Regions from separate parts of the Arabidopsis thaliana genome. Here region 2 is linked to region 1. Evidence: chromatin contacts called from public capture Hi-C data. All regions are on one chromosome and are shown on one strand. The core of a region is the stretch at or near the end of the contact, and the rest is flanking DNA. Distances in the headings are between cores, read along the strand shown. Region 1 holds the start of AT3G44980. Region 2 holds the start of TCP16 (TCP domain protein 16).

Region 1 (7,127 bases), core at 1,242-3,741:
TGAATACCTAAAAAAACTCTAAAAAAACTCTAGAAATAACAAAAAGACTCAAAAACTTATATCTAAAACATAATAAAAACAGTAAAAATAGGGTTATATCATGATGCCACCTATGTAATTGTTTACGTCTCTTTCTCATGGGCCAAGAGAGTGTTATGTGAGGTTAGTGGCTGGTCAGCTTTGGTTGCGCTCTCTTTAGTCAACGACATCAATATTGATATTTTTGGCTGTTATCTTCAACCTATATTTATACTATCTTTTGTTTGTTATGGAGTATTTATCGATTTTTCACGATCTTGCTAGTTACACTTTTTTTTATTTAGTGAATGTAAAATTTATTCAACTAAAACACCTTTATTACAATAAATGTATCTTTTTGAAAATCGAACGCTGGTTTGAAAAGTTTTGAAAAAAAATAGAGTTTTAGTTTTCTGAGTCGAACCATATCTTAACATTTTCATGTTTGTGTAGATCAAAGAGATTGATAGAGGAAATTTTATTGTGTAACAAGCGATCGAGAGACTTGATCAGTTGATTTGGTGCATTTGTGATCACACCATGTATGCGTATGTTCCGTTCCAATCAAAGTGAGTGGATAGTTGCTTGGAAGAGAAGCCTTAGAATAAAACCAATATTGCCTTTGAAAGTAGAGCCTTAAACCTCCATAAAACTGTTTGTGTAACTCCTTTGAAGTAGTCGACGAATTAGCACCTGCCAAACACGTGAAGAGAATGTACAAGTGAAGAATAAGTGCTCCCAAGTCTCCATCGAAGATTGACAAGAAACACACAATGGATTTAATCACTTGTTCCAATATGATATACACTCACCAGTGGTAAGCTTATTATTTGCAGCGAGCCAAAGCAAGAACAAGTGTTTCTAATTTTCTTGTAGTGAACAAATGAGGGTCTGACCGCAGATAACAAATTTACATGACTATAGAAGACACTTATTTAAATATCATGAATTATTATATTCTCTTGTTTCAGATTTCATATCGTTTAAAGTTTCTTCATACATTTTTTTAAAAAATCGTTTGTATCCTTCATCAAGGTATTGTATCATTTTCTTTACCCGATGATACATTAACATAATAGAGATAAAATTATACTTTATAAAAAAAAAACTATGCATTGAAAATATAAAAGGTTTTTTAGTAATAATAAGACCCCTCAACTAAAAATGGATAGTAAGAAAATTTATCAATTATTTATTTAGTGAAAAATTCCTTAACTTAAAATATGCTAATAATTTCTTTAAGAAATTTATCAATTATTTATTTCGTGAAAATTGGACAGACTATTGTCAAAATAAAATGCAACACTTTTAATTGTCTCTAAGGTTGATGTCGAATTCTATGCCTTTTAGAAAAGAATGTCTAGATTCGCCCAATTGTTTTAAAATGGTGTTAATTTAAATTTAGTAATTTGGCTTTATGGTTTAACAACTCGTATGAACCATTTGCATGTTTTAACAAGATTGTATTATATTCTCAAAAAATGTTTTACGATGGATCGTGTATGCAAATATAAAAAGCGATTGGACAAGTTTAAATAGACAATTTATACTAGATACATTATTTGTTGATTTTTCTTTCAATTTGTAGAGATATTTTATCTTCAAGACAATAGGTTGATGCCATGAGAATATGACCATATGGTCATTAGCGCGTGGACATTAAATATGTGTTTGTATAAGAATTTCTGGAATTATAGAAAAAAGTGATACACATGTCCTCAAGGGCATAATCTCACGATGATAAGTTGTTTGCTTGATCAACATTTTGTGGCCTTAATTAGAGAAGATGTAGATGGTGAAAAACCGAGATGAAGGCATACAAAGTAGCTAGAGAATATAGCGACCACACTCATGACCAATTTCCTTCCATATCTTGAAGTATGAGTTATATAGACAAGAGTTAAATGTGATAAGCATAGAGTCTATATATGATTCTCTACGATTAACTATCTATGCTTGTGAAGATTCATGATATGATTGGGTAGAGAAATAATGTGGTTACTATTGTTTGAGGAATTGAAGATCTCATTATCTTGTCTCGTGTTGTGACAATGATGTTTGTCCATAATACAATGTTCATTATAAATTTGGTTGAATGTTTCCAAACACAAAGTGGATATTTTAAGAATGACTAAATGATATATAATGATGTGAGTGCCCATACACAAGTAAATATTAGTCAAAGAAAAATGTACCTTTTACTTTTAATTAATGATTGTCATTCATATATAAACTTGTTGCTAAACTTCAACCGGTCAACATGAGATGGTCAAGAAACACATGTTGCTAAACTTCGAGTCTAAACACAATTTTGTAAATATGAATCAGATCTTTACATATTCTGATAAAAACATTAATCGTTCATAAATTTAGGGCACGAACTTTCTTATTCTGTTTTCACATTTGAATTTTGGTGGCGACGAACCTCATTCTACTTCCACATCAGATCCAAAAGACAAAAACAAATTCCAAGATGGCGGAGGTGCGTCTCTGTTAGCAACCTGAAATTATTCATCTCTTTTCTAGAAGAATTAGTAACTACATTTTTACAAAATTTGATAATAAAAAATTATTGAAGAGTTACCGTAGCTGGGATCGTCGGGCAAAAAATCAACCCTTGCATCGATTGCTAATAAGATGTATCAATTTGCTCGTAAAATTGAGGAAACGGATTTTTTTCTCTCATCCCCAAACTCATATAAAGATTCGATCGACTACACGTCTTTGAAAAGGTTTGGTTATATCTCTATAACATTGTTAAAAAACAAAAAAAAATTACTTTTTTTTGAATACCAGGAGGTTTTGGGCCGAACCCCGTAATCCCCCCAGACCCGAAACCACATCATATATAATACTAGTTTTGTCCCGAGCGTCACTCGAACCGGAGACCTTTAAGCTTCGCCTAGAGTCTTTACCAATTAAGCTAACGACATTTGGTAACATCGTTAAAATTGTACTCAACCTATACGTAAAAAAAATTGAAATCAATCGATGGACAAATCAGATTAAAGGTTGGAAGCGCGGCGGCTACGGTGGAGAGATACAGATCGCGCCATTGCAGCAGACATCTGTAATATAGCAAGAGTCAAGGTGAGCAAGAGGATCCGGTGCGGAGGATGAAACCACTGCTGATGGTTTTGCAACAGATCGATAGAGAAGACTTGGGGAGCAAAGAGGTCCCGCGGATCTAGTGACGATATGGCGAGGGAGACAAGTCTCAGAATGGAAAAATTGAGCCCAAGTGGAGTCGAAAGATTCATCCACTGTTGTCTTTGAATCGCAAGGTGTGGGCAGAGAATGAACTCCGTCGGAGAGCACTGCTTCAAAGAGGGGATTCAATAGCAGAGAAAAGCTCGATAGGTTTGGATTAAAAGGATTGCAAAAGAGAAAAATTAGATGGAAATGAAGCTTTAGATGGAAGGTAAACGAGACAGCTCGAGATATGAGAGAGAGGTTCCTACGCCGGCGAGCTTCAGCTCTACCGGCGTCGGAGAAGAAATAAGAGATAGCTTCTTCGATAATAGTGTCAGAGAGTTGAATGGGTACTAATATCCAATTTTTCTTCAAAAAGATGAAATAAATATCTTTACTTTTAAAAATGCATATATTGAATAAACTTATATTGAAAGTGCGAACAAACCCTAAATTAATCTTTGTTATTTCTTTTATTAGGTTGGAATTACGTGGTTGATTATGGTTAGAGTATATGTATATCGGTTGTAATGTATGTGTGACGTTAACGGGCTTTGAGCCCATCTCACATGACTCGTAGAGTGTCTGTAATATATAGGGCTATCTACGAGTCCCTTACTTTGTATGTTCTGAATGGAGTATTTCTTTGTTAATTGCGAATATACTGAGTTTTACTTTATTTAGTTATAAATCTTGTGATTTGTTTGACAAATTGGTTTACACATATTATACTCTCTTTCGTGTTAGATGATCTGATTGAGAATACTTTGGCTAATTGGTTTCAAAACTAATATTTGTTTACACCTATTATACTCTCTTTGTTCTGTGACGATTGATGTTGTGGGTATTTTCTTGTTTCATAAAAATTGATGTTTTGGATTAATACTATTGTTATTTTTATTTGTAACTTATAGAGAGAAAGGAGAAATAGAATTGATTATGTATTATTGTTTTGTAGCGTTATATCAATTTATCGGTGCAAGATGATAATGTACTTTGTAGATTTTGTGTTCTAATTTTAGCACAACTAATCGAAGCCATGGCCAATTTCAGATATATTCCCAAACCTATATTTACTACTCTATTCAGGAGCAGAACTACGTAGATGTGCATGGGGTCAAATAACAACAATAAAATTTTAAATTTTAACTTTTCGTCATTGATATTAAAGAATAAGCTAGATCAAATGGCTGAATTCCCATAGTTGATCCCATCAACATGTGTTTGCACTCCAGTTGACCCTCAAAATTTGAGGACTCTTGTTTTTTAACTGAGGCTTATGATTTATTTTAGAGTACATTTGGGAAAGTACCTTCTCTATGAGTTTTCCTTGGAAAAATACCCTATTGTTTTTTCTTTTAAAAATTGTTTTTGAATATATTAAATTACTAAAATAGCCTTATTAAAATTTAGTAATAATTAAAAAGAATTATACTTAAAACATAAAAATCCATTAATGAAATTTTAAAGATAATTCTTATCTTAAATAATTTTTAAAATAAATCGTCCTTACAAATATATATTTTTAAAACAATATATGATTCTGTTTGTTGTAAAAAAGAATATTTTTTATAGTCCAATTTGAAATAAAAATCAAAGATAAAATTTAGCCAGGAAGCAAGATTCAAAATAATTACAATTAGCGTTCTAAAACTGTCGCAACTCGTAACCACTGCACTATAGTGAACTTTGTATATATATGCCATTAACGTTAACGTTTACATATATTATTAATGATGGCTAATCCAGAGCTCCAACAAACGGCAATCAATTACTGTGAAATGGACACTTTTCTAATTATTTTCTTAACAGTGACACTGAAAATATATAAGTTAGTTTACGTAAAAAAAATTTACTTACATCTTCACTAAATAAAGTTTGTGGGTCAATAGTTATATTTTTGCAATCAATCAATACATGTGTTTAAATGCCCAAATTGACTTTCATGCATCAAACAATTGTTGTGTTCTGGTTCAAGCTCTCGTAATCTCTTTCGTTTTCTGCTTTATGTTTTATATTGGTTTTTGAATACTCCATTTCTAATCAATAACACATAAATAAAACAAATAATATTATGTTTAGAACTATTAGGAGCTTTCTGTAGCATCATAACATGTACATCCATGTAAAAATGTAAATATATGTTATTATGATGAAATATGTAAGGCTTGAAGAACTTTTTGTAGCATCGTAACGTGTTCGTCAACGTAAATATATGTTTAGACACGTATATTATAACATTCTACCACCATGTCTTTATTTCAAAAGATTTATGAGAAAAATATCAGACTTCGATTTTTTTTTTTTTTCAAAATCTCGAATTTAGTTTTAATCTATTAAAAATACAACTTTTACTTTAAATTTGGACAAAATTGTCATTTTATATATTAAACATTATAGTCTTAATTGAAAATAGATAAAGATGTATTTTTCAAACAAAAACTCATAAAGAAGGTAGTTTTCAAAATCTCCCTTTATTTTATCTCTGTTTTAAGCCAAAATGTTTTTCCGTTTTGTGCATTAGTTATAAGGAAAAAATCCTTAAAAAAATCTAAAGTAATGTTAATTTAGACGTTTAATACTTAATATTTTTTGGTTGGAAAACAAATATCTCATATAATTATTTATGGTCATAAAATATTTTGTATTTAAATTATTGGTAAAATTAAAATCGCACTGTTAACATAATTATTTAACGGCGTTAAATTTTAAACGTCCAAATTGAAATTACTATGGGTTTTTTTAAGGATTTTTTCCTTAGTTGGAATTACATTTCTTTTTTATTGTATTAACCTATATTTGTAAGCAAAATTTCTAAAATACATATATATGATAATATAAATGCTTCACAAAGTTTTTTTTGTTGTTGTTTTTGTGTTTCATATAATATTGACCCCAGTAAAAACACGGTCTAGACTGTATTTCATGGTAATGTTACCACTATCATAACTATCTTGTGTTACGAATTTGACTGAATCGTTGTTGAGCATATTATCTTTGTTGATTAAATGTATAATATATTTTTTTCCAAGCGATTTATTATATAGAATGTTGGTACATAAGTGATATCTTCTTGTTACTTTGAGAAGGAAGTGATATTTTAAGTACACCACACTATGTAAACATTGTTTGCTGCGAAATCGAATTATTTAGGTACATAGTTTTAGTATATTTTTGTTTGTTTGTTGAGCGATAGTTAATCTCTTAGATCGTTTAATCTCCGGAAGTTTTTTTTATCAAAATATTTATTTATGGTAATCGAGACATCAGTAAGTTTATTTTGTAATTTTATTAATGAAATTCTATCAAAGTTTTGGCGTGATAACCAATTTCCAAACAGATTTATAAACTTATCCACGTTGAAAGTGCATATGGTAAACCAAGATTTTGTTCCATCATTTTGTTTTTATCAAAAAGATTTTGTTCCATCTAAAATTAGAACTCAAAACGGTTATCACCGAAAAGATTATAGGGAATGGGAACCAAACATGGAGGATGACGTCTTGCACATAACCGTTCTAACCCATTTTAGATCTTTTCAGCTTTTTTTGCTTTTTCATTTATTAGTTGTCACAATTTAAAGTGAGAACGGTTATGTTTGTTTTCCTTTTTTGACATAAAGAGAAAAAAATCTAGCTCGATTCTTCAGTATGGATACTTCCAAATAAGATTTTGAGAAATATGATGGAAAAAAAAAAATCAGATTTAGAGGTTATTTTGCAATTTCCTCCATTGCACCATTACAAAGATCAAAATATGTGCTTTAGATTAGGATTCGGGTGAAGATTAACGCACAAATATCACAAGTAAATTGTAAAGAGACACTGAAAAAAAAAGCAACAAAAAAAAATTAAGGTTTTGATTGGTGAAAAAAATAAAGTATTACAATTTGTACAACTTTTATTTTTATCAATCAC
Region 2 (7,127 bases), core at 3,305-5,804, 90 kb after region 1:
CAGAGCAACGCTACGGGGGAGAGTTCTATGTACCAAGAGACGAGGAGTTCTCTACAGCCAAGGGCACTTCATTCACAGGCAAGGCCGTACTGGCAGCTCTTCCCTCCATCTTCCCTCAGATCGAGTCTGTTCTATTGAGTCCCCAAGAACCTTTTCCACACTTCAAGGCCATACAAAATCTCTTTGAAGAAGGCATTCAGCTTCCCAAGGATGCTGGCCTCTTACCTCTGCTCCCCAGAATCATCAAAGCTCTTGGCGAAGCTCAAGATGATATTCTCCAGTTTGATGCCCCAGTTCTCATTAACAGTACTTACGAACCTCTATCCTTTTTCTCATTTTAGTATTTCAATTTTCTGTACTGTTGAGACTACAACTAAACTCACTTTCTAATATCATTCACATTGATTCAGGGGATAGATTTTCATGGTTACGAGACGACGAGTTTGCTCGCCAGACACTTGCCGGCCTTAATCCTTATAGCATTCAGCTAGTTGAAGTAAGCTACATACTAATAGTTTATGTTCTGTTTTTTCCAATAAAGAAATATCTCTTAATGTCTAAAAGTTGTTGCTAGTAAAACATTTGGAAAAAAATAAAAACTGGTTTTAAAGTTAAAAACCCGAGGTAACGTTAGGGCCTCTCCAACGGTACTCTAAATCCTACTCGAAGTAACATTACTTGTTAATCTTATTTTAGAGTATACTTTTTCTTAATATATAAAGTTTAAAATTCATTTGTGGGAGAAGTATAAGAATGATGATGATTTAAATAAATATGTATTAAATCATTGGAAATGGTTTAAGGATGTCAATAATATTTATTTAATTCCAGGAGTGGCCGTTAATAAGCAAACTAGACCCGGCCGTTTATGGTGATCCCACCTCACTCATTACTTGGGAAATTGTGGAAAGAGAAGTTAAAGGAAACATGACAGTTGATGAGGTAAGTTAATAATAACATGTTTTTGAAAAAAAAACGCATATGACGGATTATTTGCTTAATGAATTATATTATATATTTGTATGCAGGCTCTAAAGAATAAGAGATTGTTCGTGTTGGATTATCATGATTTGCTTCTACCATATGTGAACAAAGTGAGAGAGTTAAACAATACCACATTATATGCTTCTAGAACACTATTCTTCCTCAGCGATGATAGCACATTGAGGCCTGTTGCCATTGAGTTGACTTGTCCACCAAATATCAACAAGCCCCAATGGAAACAAGTCTTCACGCCAGGCTATGATGCTACGTCATGCTGGCTATGGAATCTTGCTAAGACTCATGCTATCTCTCATGACGCCGGTTATCATCAGCTTATTTCCCATTGGTATTGGAAACACACTCTTTATTTCAAAATAGATGATCCTCTCATATATGGTTTTTTCTTGACAGAAAAAGTAGTTTAAATTTTTGGTACCTAATACTTTATACATGCATGTGAAATATCACTAACTAGGAAAGAGATGTATAAATTTTACAGGTTGAGGACTCATGCCTGTACGGAGCCATACATAATAGCGGCAAATAGACAACTAAGTGCCATGCATCCCATTTATAGGCTTTTGCATCCTCATTTCCGCTACACCATGGAAATCAACGCTCGTGCACGCCAAAGTCTTGTCAACGGAGGTGGAATCATTGAGACTTGTTTCTGGCCCGGGAAGTATGCATTAGAGCTAAGTTCAGCCGTCTATGGTAAACTATGGAGGTTTGACCAGGAAGGCTTACCCGCGGATCTCATCAAAAGGTGTGTTTGTGTTTTTTTTCCTATATGTTTAAATATTACAACCACAATTACATTAAAAATCTAATCAAATCTTTTTCCATTAAAATTTTCCGCCATAAGGGGGTTGGCTGAGGAAGATAAGACCGCAGAACATGGAGTACGTCTGACGATACCAGACTATCCATTTGCAAATGATGGTCTAATATTGTGGGATGCAATTAAAGAATGGGTGACAGACTATGTGAAACATTACTATCCTGATGAAGAACTGATCACATCGGACGAGGAACTCCAAGGATGGTGGAGTGAAGTGCGGAACATAGGCCACGGAGACAAGAAAGACGAACCTTGGTGGCCTGTCCTCAAAACACAAGATGACTTGATTGGTGTGGTAACTACGATTGCATGGGTCACCTCAGGTCACCATGCAGCTGTAAACTTTGGACAGTACGGATATGGAGGATACTTTCCCAACCGACCAACGACAACAAGGATAAGAATGCCAACGGAAGATCCGACAGATGAAGCCTTAAAAGAGTTCTATGAGTCGCCAGAAAAAGTGTTGCTTAAGACATACCCATCGCAGAAACAGGCGACCCTAGTGATGGTCACGTTGGATCTTTTATCAACACATTCACCTGACGAAGAGTACATTGGAGAACAACAAGAAGCATCTTGGGCCAATGAGCCTGTTATCAATGCTGCATTTGAAAGATTCAAAGGCAAGCTCCAATATCTAGAAGGAGTGATAGATGAGAGAAACGTGAACATTACTCTAAAGAATAGAGCTGGAGCTGGTGTTGTTAAGTATGAGCTTTTGAAGCCTACCTCTGAGCATGGTGTTACCGGAATGGGTGTTCCTTATAGTATTTCTATTTGATCTATGCATTTTCTTTCTCAAAAATGCTTTCATTAATTTTCTGTATCTCTGTCTTCTTGATAAAATGAATAAAACAAATGCTCCTTTGTCTCCTATATTAATCTCAAACAGATAAAGCTGAAAATCCCAAAAACCTCTTAGTAATTCAAAAAAAAAAAAAATAGCTGAAAAGCAAATCTCTATTTGATCAATTAATTCGAACGCTCAATAGTATGTAAGAAGTCATTTACACAGTACCTCGGTAAGTGTTTGAGGGTTAAATATTTGTTGAATTTTTAACATCACACTAATTTAGAGTATAATCTAAATTATAAGGTATACGTATGAAATCATAGCTCAATGATGATAGAATTCGTTAATTATTCTCGTAAAAGTGAATATTTGATTTAAAATGAGTCAAAATATATTTGATTTGACGAATTCTAAAAGTGTTCCGCTTGAGTTATAGAAACATGCTCAAAATGATGGTGATGACTTTTTTTTAGTTCTTTATTTGAAAAGTCAGTTTGGAAATGAAAACAGTAAGGCTGACCAAACAATATACAGTATGTTATCCAACTCTTATCCGTTTTAAGAAAACAAAGTATGTGTAAGAGTCGGGTAATATGATATCAGGTTATTTCTAAACCATCTGTCTTGTAACCCATCATTTTACTTGGATATATTTTCTTACATACAAATAATTTATTATAATAGTTTAGACATGTCAATTGGACTAGTCCAGTCTGACAAAGTCCAGAAAATTCGAATATATTTTATTTAGTCTGGTTCGGTTAGTAAAAATTTTGAAATAAAAAAATTTGAACTTATATTTCAAGATCTGGTAATAACAGGGACAAGACTTTTCCAGGTTTTTTATGTTTTTCTTTCCAGAAAAAAACAAATTTATAATTTATAATATTTCTGAAAGATGGATATATGAACAAAACAAATCAGTTGAAATTTAAATAACCATGAAAGCCAGTTTATTTTCAAAAAAAAAGGTTTAAAATCAAAAAAAATAATCTAATTTTTTTATTTAAACTCATAACAAATAAAATATAAAATCAGAAGATTTTAATCTAGACAGTCGAGCCAAGATTTGTTTTTTAGATTTATAGTAAGGCACAATTGAAAAACTAGGTTTAGGGTTTTCAATACTATTAAAAAAAACAAAAACAAATATTCCAATTAAAGAAAAATATTAACAAAAGAAAAGTAAAAAAAAAAATTAAAATTTTTTTAGGCCGGCTTGAATCTGGTGGGATTAAGCCTCAAAAACTTTTTATCCCGAATGGGTTAGCTTAAGGGAATTTTCTGGATATATATTTTTAAGTCTGAATCTCTATTTTCAGAATTGATAGTCCGGGGAATTTGACCCTAAATGAAATATAGTTTGATAAATAAACAAATAGACAATATCTGAAGAACAAATTAACCGTCCAAAAAAAAATATGCGAACTCCTATCCAAACACCTAGTTTAAAAATAACAATATAATATTTTAAATAACAATGTTGGAATATCATTAATTTCTAAGGAAAAAAACTAAAACCTTAACTTTAAAAAAATTAAAATAGGATAAAATAGGACTATACTTGTACAGTTGTATCAGTAAATAATAATTTCTGTAAACTGCCAGAAGAAAGGTTTATTTTCCTTTTTTTAGTGGACCTATCAATTAATTATTCCAATATAACTTCTTTTTTTCAGGTCCACTAAATATATTTTCTATACTACATATTATATTACATGATAATATTTCATTCTCAAATATACCTATATAAATTTAAGATTTCTTCTATTTACCAATTAGTTTAATTATTAGTTTGTTACACCATTATTGTTTTCCATACATAACATAAATAGAAATAGAGTTTTCTGTAACGTTTCTATATAATCCAAGTGAAACAAACATATTTTCCACTTCCATTTACAAAAGAAAAAGAAAAAAAAAACAGAGAAAAATGGATTCGAAAAATGGAATTAACAACAGCCAAAAGGCAAGAAGGACTCCAAAAGACCGCCATTTGAAAATTGGTGGCCGTGATCGTCGCATTCGGATCCCGCCGAGTGTTGCTCCCCAACTATTTAGATTGACAAAAGAACTCGGCTTTAAAACCGATGGTGAAACTGTCAGTTGGCTCCTCCAGAATGCCGAGCCTGCCATTTTCGCAGCCACGGGACATGGTGTCACCACCACCTCCAATGAAGATATCCAGCCAAATAGGAATTTTCCTAGTTACACCTTTAATGGTGATAATATTAGTAATAACGTTTTCCCTTGTACGGTTGTAAATACTGGTCATCGTCAGATGGTGTTTCCGGTTTCTACAATGACAGATCATGCACCTTCAACTAATTACAGTACTATTAGTGATAATTACAATTCCACCTTTAATGGTAATGCTACCGCCAGTGATACAACATCAGCAGCAACAACAACAGCCACAACCACAGTTTGAGCTTGTGAAGGAGGAGACGGCGTCGCTGAGAAGGCCAATTTGGAGTCTTTAAAATAAATATTGGAGATTTAAGAGTGTTCAGTTCTGGACGTTTTAGTTCGTTTCTGTTTGCTTTTTCTTTCCTCTTCATGTTTTTCAGTTTGAGAGTTGAACTAGGGTTTGTTTTAGTTCGATCGGTATCCATTTGTCTTTTTTTCTTGTATGCTCATGTTTTTTTAAGATGAATAATAATACCTAAAATTAATTATAGATGTAATTTAAAACTGTTTGTCCATGTTTGAAGTTTAGTAGAGAATTTGATTTCAACAATGGATTAAATTAAACTCTTCACAACAAATTTGATTCATTTTTTCTTTTTTGGACACGAACAATTTCGTTGGTATTCTAGAATAAATAATTCTGTCATAATATTTACCGAAACATAACTTTTATGTACAGTTATTTATTTCCGTTTTCTAATTTGTCAAAATTCGTTTGTCTTTCGAACCTAAAGGTTCCAACGGTTATGAAAACATTAATTAAAAACGGATATCAAAAACTATAATATAAATAAATTAAAGAGATAATAAAAGGAACAATTGAGTAAGAATGTGGTTTTATATCTGTTAAAGAAATTTCCAGCTCACACTTAGCTGGACAATAATTATTTAAGATTTGTTTCTGTATTTAGCTTCATACATCTATTTTAATATTTCTTAATACACAGATATATATTTTAATATATATATATATATATTATTTTCAAGATTCTCAAGGAAAAAAAAAGAAAAAAAAAAGGAAGGAAAACTAAATCTAAAGAATAAGAAACTAATTTTTGTGTAAATAAAAATTACTTTAATAAACTTTTAATAGTTTTCCCTTAAATTCTTTTACTTTATAGATTGGTTAATATGTATTTAGAGAAAAATACTATTTAACCTTTATTTAGATTAAAAAAAAAAACTTGAGTAAGAAAATGGTTTAAAATTCTTAAAGAAAATTCCAGCTCACTTTAAGCTAGAAAAAGAGATTATATAGTTTATAGTATAAAAATAAATTTAATCATACCATGTTTAATAAAATTTGAAGAAAAACTTATTTTCTTTTTCCATGAATAACAAGATTTTTCTTAACAATTAAAATTTCTTTTAGCAACATATATTAATACTTTAGTTTTCTGTTTTTTTGTTGGACATGGGTTCCGCCCCATTCCAAAAAGCCCGGCCCAAATATAGTTAGGCCCATAAGAAAGAGACTTGCGTTTGGTCCGTTACACAAGCTCAGCCCATTAAGTATCGTCAATTTGCTGGGAGCAGAAAAGAAAAATCATCCCGAGTTCATGACCGCATATATCTTCCCTATAAAAGCGGAAAAACACTGTCGAGAAAGGATCCCGAATTTCACGCTGACACATATGTAGAGAGTACATGTAATCTCCTTCGTACAAGTTTCCCCATTGAGTTCCTAGGAAGCCTTTTTTTAATCGTTAGTACGTACGAACATCTTTCGAACCAAACGCCTTGTCCGTCATTCTTGCACCTTTATTCAAACGAGTTGGATACATTGTCTTCTCGGATTGTCCTTGTAAACTCGTACCTTCACCTTGTATAATCTTGTATTCGCCAAACCTAATTCGTCTTATAAGAGATTATCCGTCCTTCTCCTTAAACCTTTACATGAATTGTATGATTTGAGTATCAACAGTTTTTGTTTAGGGAACTACGGTTTCAGCTTCAAGCAACTCTGACGGTTCTAATGGTCATCGATGGCCAAAAAAGTGCAAGAAAGTATTTTTCAAAATAGAATTACTCAGTTATACATAGGGAACAAAAAAAAGATAATACAATAATCGAACATAATTAGACATTCTTAATAAAGCATTAAGAGGTTCAGATTTATAGAAGGATTGCCTCATATTCATAGGTTTTATTTTTATAATTTTTTTTTTCTTTAACATCTATATATTCATATTGATATCGTTTTCGCGATTTCTTTTGAGTTATCCACCACCACCACCTCCTCCATTATTTTCGCCTCCAGGTCCATAGTTGTAGAAATCTTGTCTTGGGATATAATGGTGATTCTCCACGCTGCTT

The links. Capture Hi-C pulls out chosen DNA fragments and counts their contacts.
Region 2: a capture Hi-C map of seedling shows a contact between it and region 1, with 2.6 times the contacts expected there. A contact is called at or near these places in 4 of 26 Hi-C or Micro-C datasets (callus, root and seed embryo) and 2 of 3 other capture datasets (root and seedling).

Annotation. Positions count from the first base shown.
Region 1 is chr3:16,438,532-16,445,658 of TAIR10.1, forward strand. It overlaps AT3G44980, which reads left to right and starts at 2,492. Exons shown (of 5, transcript NM_114367.1): 1 at 2,492-2,500; 2 at 2,608-2,750; 3 at 3,030-3,108; 4 at 3,225-3,378; 5 at 3,440-3,567. The coding sequence starts at 2,492. The coding sequence ends at 3,567.
Region 2 is chr3:16,526,625-16,533,751 of TAIR10.1, forward strand. It overlaps TCP16 (TCP domain protein 16), which reads left to right and starts at 4,555. Exons shown (of 1, transcript NM_114384.1): 1 at 4,555-5,052. The coding sequence starts at 4,555. The coding sequence ends at 5,052. It overlaps LOX2 (lipoxygenase 2), which reads left to right. Exons shown (of 7, transcript NM_114383.3): 2 at 1-306; 3 at 411-496; 4 at 832-942; 5 at 1,029-1,330; 6 at 1,484-1,750; 7 at 1,850-2,728. The coding sequence ends at 2,609. AT3G45160 (Putative membrane lipoprotein) reads right to left here. Exons shown (of 2, transcript NM_114385.4): 2 at 6,804-7,127. The coding sequence ends at 7,031.